Regions from separate parts of the Zea mays genome. Here region 1 is linked to region 2. A link is a contact called in public Hi-C data. All regions are on one chromosome and are shown on one strand. Each heading gives the region's core, a stretch centred on a gene start, on an enhancer-like site or on the middle of the called end of the contact. The rest is flanking DNA. Distances are from core to core; before and after follow the strand shown. Region 1 holds the start of LOC100192754 (7-hydroxymethyl chlorophyll a reductase chloroplastic). Region 2 holds the start of LOC100279181.

Region 1 (2,733 bases), core at 159-2,658, 290 kb after region 2:
CCGCTGCCAAGGTCTACTTCACTATGAGGATCAAGTGGTCGCGCAACGGGACGCCTATGAACAAATGTGTTTGCTGCACACCGAGATGGACAAATGGTTGCTTTCAGTTGCAGGAATAAATTCTGCAGTCATTAGCTACCTGGGAGATCTGTGTGCATTGTACATCATGTGTTTTGTGCTTCGCTGTGAGAATGTGTAACACATGGAAGGATTCAGAATCTGTGCCCATTGCATATGATATATGTCTCGTGTCAGATTTTAACTACAAAACATCTGAAGCAGAGCTCGAGTTAGCTCAAACAATCTATCAGATTTTAAACTGAAGAGTGAAATAACATGCGAGAGATGAGTTCACTGGCAAGCTATTGCTCCATATATACGTGGTGGACTGGAATCGCGTGATGTGTGCTGATAGATTCTGCTAAGGCAAAAAAGAATGCTTAGTTTTTCTGGTTTCAACGTAGATCATCTTTACCACTTTATGAACAAATTAGATAAAATTACTACTTTATGCAAAAATTAGGTACAATTACACATAAATAGTGGTCATCTTTACCACTTTATGAAAAAATTAGATAAAATTACTACTTTATGCAAAAATTAGGTACAATTACACATAAATAGTAGTTTGGGCCTTTATTGGATTTACATCCACACCCATCTAACCAACAGAAGATATATATTTTGTGTTTTGTAAAACAAAGTCTATCAATAGGTAGTGGTTTGAATATTTGTTTGTTGTACATCCACCTTCATCTAACCAACAGAACCCACATGTTTTCGTGATTTGTTAAAATAAAGTCTAATTGTTTGATATATAGAAACCGTAACAACGCACGTGCAATTAGCTATAATAAGATTACATATTTATCTCGCCAATATAATAGTTTTACAGTGATATTTTGCCACATAGATTTTGCATATCATAATGTTGTTTATCGTTTCGTATCTATGTTTTATACTATTTTTTTTACTTTCGTAGCAACGCATGGGCATGAACCTAGTCATATATATGATCGCGTAAAAAATTATTTTATATTGTATACTACTGTTTATAAGAGTTAAGTTTAAAATAGCGGTTGAGATATGAGATATGATGAGTAAGGTGTTGAAGACAATCTAAGAGTACGGATCGTCGTCCCACCAAAAGGAGGGACTACGAAGTAAAAAAATACATATATGGGCGGCATAATTTCTGTTAACTTTTTATCCGGGGTATAGTGTTGAATTTTGAATATTTTTAAATATGAAAACCAAAAAGATGCACTATGCATCGATGGGTGGACATTTTGCAGGCTCCGAATTTTCCTCAAAGGGTGGACATGAGCCGAAATTCATGAGGTGGCCCAGTAACAGTAGTTTCTCTTAAAGGCTCAAGGCATGACTCCTCCATCTCCACTCGATCCTCCGTCTTATCACCGGTGAGGTACTGAGGTGAGACGATCTCCGCCACCATGGCCTCCAGCACCTCCCTCTCCCTTTGCTTGCACGCCTCGTCGCCCTCGTCCTCGTCTCCTGGACTCCGCCGACCCTCCCTCGCCTCCTCCTCGTCCTCCAGGTCCGAGAGAACGCGCAAGATCAGGGCCAAGGCGGTCAGGGAGGACTGGAGGCAGAAATCCAAGCCCATCCCTCCTGGCGCCGTCTACCCTGCCAAGGACCACTGCAGGTATATGCCTGCTGTGCTGCGCATTTCTTTGTTTGTTTGTGTGTTTATGTGATGCGAATATGCGATGCTTACCTCTGTTCCTATTTCTACTCGTATGGCGATTCAAGCCGTTGTGGGCTCTGCGACACATACTACGTTGCGCATGTCAAGACTGCCTGTGCCTTCCTGGGAGACGGCATGTCCCGTGTCGAGGTCACCTCCCTTCATCTTCGCATCACATCACCTGCCTAGAACGGCTCAAACAGTTTGCTGAATGAAAACAAAAATGATCGTCTGATGTTTGATCAAGCCATGGGCTGCAGTGCTGCACGCAGTTACTCCCTCCGTCGAAAGTTATAGTTCAACTTTTCTAACTCTGACCAAGTTCATAGAGACCATCTACAATATCAAAATGATTTCATCAATTTCTTCGTGAAAAATGTCTTGATAGTTTATTTGAACATATACAGAGGGAGTATATTTTTTTATAAAATACTTAGGTCAAGTCAAAGTTAAAAGAAGTTTTGATTTAGAATAAAGCTAAAGTGAACTATAATTTAGACCGAGGGAGTAGTAATGCTCGACATGAATTCTACACTTTGTTTCAGTGAAATAAAGCGGGGAACTCTCCTGTTTCCTAAAAAAAGTTGACACAAATTTACAGATGCCAACACTCTCCTCACTATATTTAGGATCTTGAGCGACAAGTCCACGGGAGAGGCCGGAAGGAAGGCATGGATGAAATGTACTTTGGAGTCTATGACCAACTCTTGTATGCCAGGAAGACCGAACCTGTTGAAGGTACTAATTACCTTTTACAAGTTGTTCTTATCCTTCAACAACCGCCTGCATCCATCTAAGGAAGCACACATATGCAATATACCAGTCTTGTTCACTGCCCTTCCATAACAAACCGAAACCACATACACCTCGAATGTTGCATCTTATTTCCTACACTATCTTGATATACTCAACAAACCTTTGTTAGACAAAACTGTACCCTGACGACTTATGTTTTGTACCCTGTAACATATATGTGCCTCACATGCAACAGGAGCCCAGTGGACGGGAATAGTGACAACAATCGC
Region 2 (2,967 bases), core at 168-2,667:
TAGACAAAGTACATTCTAGCCTAAGCCAGGGGAAATTCAAGCACCGTTAATATATGGTCAAGAATAACAGTTTGCTACAGAACTTGACAACAGCGAATTGGTCGGGGTAGAATTTAGCAGCTGCGCTCTTTTGCAACAGAACAACTTACATGAGGAAACTTTGTGCAGTAAACAACATAGGGTGCAAAACAAAGAAGCTCATCTCTCTCTCTCTCTCTCTCTCTCTCTCTCTCTCTCTCTCTCTCTTTTGCGGCATCGATTAAACACAGGGATTTATTTTTTTCTTTGGCTTGCCTGCACTGGATTGTCCCATAAACAAAGATCAGCCTCAGAAGCAGTAGCAGTGCAAAGGGAAGAGAATAACCAGATTCAGTTTTTGTGTGACACAGATATAAAGTAGACAGAATCACAGAGCTATAACTTTGCTATTTGGAGCCACATTTGAAATGGCTATATGCAATCACAACTTGAGGGATTTGTTCGCTACAGAATCCAGAATACGAGATGATGTGGCAGGAAAAACACCACCTTTAGCAAATACATACCATTAGATTAATTACGAAATGTATTAGCACAATAGATCAGTTTAAAGCCATAAATATGAATACTATTTACCAGAAACCTGGTCAGACATGAATTCCTTGTAGATTCTTTTTTTTCCCCAACACGGAGAGTATTTCCATATAACCCTGTTTAAAAGGATATGTTTGATGAAATTTATAAGTCCAAATTAAGCATCACATCGCTTGAGTTGACCAAGTATATATACATATACATCTGGCAGATGAGAGGGCTTGGCATCGCATCACATGCATGTGCACCCTCATGTGCGCACACGCTCTTGCTTGGCTTTGGTGCAAGGCCAAGGCGGGGCAGTGGACTGTGTTAGAAGCATCCACACGCGATTATTAGTTAGTTTATGGATGGATGTAGATCGGACGAGCTAGGCCAGCTGATCTGATGAGCGGTGAAGGCAAGTCTGCTCTGCTTGTGATGCGATACGTTCTGGAATCTGGGGTGTCTTTTGTTTGACGTGCCGAGCTGAGAGCTCTAGCCGCGTGCATTGGAATTGGAAGCCGAGAGAGCGGGTGCGCGCGTCGCCGTCGCGTGCAGTGGAATAATGGAACGGAAGAAACAATAAGGAACAGCACCTTCAGTTCAGTTCAGTTCCTCCGTCGCATGCATGGTGTGTGTCGTCGTCTCTGCCGTTCGTTTGGTCTGCCGTCGGTATCACACACACCACACACACACACATGCACAGAGACAGGAATGGACGACTCTGTGCGGCGAGCGCGAGGTACGTAGATGACATGACGGTAGATACAGTCTACAAAGCCTGCTAGCTCATACTCATACGCATCCATAGGGGCGGACTACGGAGGAAGAAGTAGTAGAGGAAGAGGAGCAGGAGACACATTAAATTGAGCAAGGGAGAGAGGGGCGACCCTGAGCCTGAGCTGCACACCTCATCATGACAGCGCAGCGCAGCGCAGACTGTGGCAGCAGAGCAGAGTGTGCGCCCAGCGTCCTCGTGGTGAGGGAGCGCCAGCATTGCAAGCGGCTGGTTCTCTGCTGAAATAGAATTCAAGGCATGGCCAGCTCGGTAGGTGAGGGTGGTGGTCAACATCGAATGCCCTCACTCACTCACAAACACTCTGGTGCTCATCGTCTATCTGTCGTCAGATGCTCATCTTAAAACCTTTACATCTTGAGCCGAGCTGAGCTGACTAGCAGAGGGCCATCTTCTACTCTTCTCTCCCGTCTCTCCCAGCCCCCTTGTCCAACGGTTCAGCCTGCTCAATTTTAGTGACCAGTTACGGCAAATGCAGCCCTCGGCGGACAGCAGGAAGAAGAAGCGGCGGCGGCGGCGGCGGAGGAGGCTGGCGGCATGCTGCTCATCGAGACCTGCTGCCGGCGCCGCTCAAGGTCAGTGTCAGTGCGGCTCCTCTAGCCCCGGTGGCGGCGGCGGAAGCGGCAGCCTCGTGGCAAGAACACCGCGCGCGTTCTCTAGCTGCTCAAGCGCCGCCGCCTCGTCTGCCTGCGCGCCGGCGGCGGCCGTCCATCTCGGCACCCAGCACAAGCTGACGGCGCTCCTCGTCGCGCTCGCGCTCCTCCTCGTCCTCCCTCGCCCTCCTCTCGTGGCAGGGGTCCCGGTGTCGCCCCGCAGGATGGCGAGGATCCGCAGCCACGTGGAGAGGATCAACAAGACCCCCGTGCGCTCCATCCGGGTAAGAACACGACAACAGCGCGGGGAGGCCGAACCAATCGATCGGTTATTCCAACGATCCATCCATGGATGAAGCGACAACAACTGTGTTTTTGTTTTTCGTTTTTCTGTCTGTCTCCCGGTTGACGACCACGCATACATACATACATGCATGGCTGATGGACGGTGGGGGGTCGTCGGCTATCGTTTGTTTCAGAGCCAGGACGGCGACACCATCGACTGCGTGGCGGCGCACGAGCAGCACGGCCTGGACCACCCGCTCCTCAGGGCGCACGCCGTCCAGACGGAGCCGCCCGAGGCGCCGAGGGGCGGCGGCGCGCTCTCCTTCCCGTCTGGCTCTGCGACGAACGGGAGCGGGAGCGGCAGCGGCAGCGGCGCAGGCAAGGACAGCAGGCGGGGCGCGTGGCAGACGTGGCACCACGGCGGGCACTGTCCCCGGGGCACGGTGGCCATCCGGCGGACGAGCGCCGAGGACGTGCTGCGCGCCGGATCCGTCTCCCGCTTCGGCCGCAAGAGGAGGCACCGGAAGGCCGCCGCCGCCGCCGCCGCCGCCGCCGCCGCCGCGCGCGCGGCCTACGCGCCGGACGTCATCACCGGCAACGGGCACGAGGTGAGCTGACAGCTGAGGCAGTGCGTACGTACTGTATTTACAACTCTCGTCAAATTAAATTAGGCTAGCTAGGATTGAGATTGATCGGTGGCGCTGGTTCGAATCGAACAACGCGTGTAAAAACTCCTCG

Evidence for each region. Hi-C and Micro-C count contacts between places; a contact is called where the count stands out from the background.
Region 1: a Hi-C map of ear shows a contact between it and region 2, with 2.8 times the contacts expected there. The contact joins the promoter of LOC100192754 here to the promoter of LOC100279181 in region 2. A contact is called at or near these places in 2 of 25 Hi-C or Micro-C datasets (ear and tassel).

Annotation. Positions count from the first base shown.
Region 1 is chr1:206,310,992-206,313,724 of Zm-B73-REFERENCE-NAM-5.0, forward strand. LOC100192754 (7-hydroxymethyl chlorophyll a reductase chloroplastic) reads left to right here and starts at 1,409. Exons shown (of 17, transcript NM_001137952.1): 1 at 1,409-1,666; 2 at 1,774-1,858; 3 at 2,338-2,446; 4 at 2,700-2,733. The coding sequence starts at 1,455. It also overlaps the pseudogene LOC103645220.
Region 2 is chr1:206,021,931-206,024,897 of Zm-B73-REFERENCE-NAM-5.0, forward strand. LOC100279181 reads left to right here and starts at 1,418. Exons shown (of 5, transcript NM_001373979.1): 1 at 1,418-2,228; 2 at 2,424-2,837. The coding sequence starts at 1,824.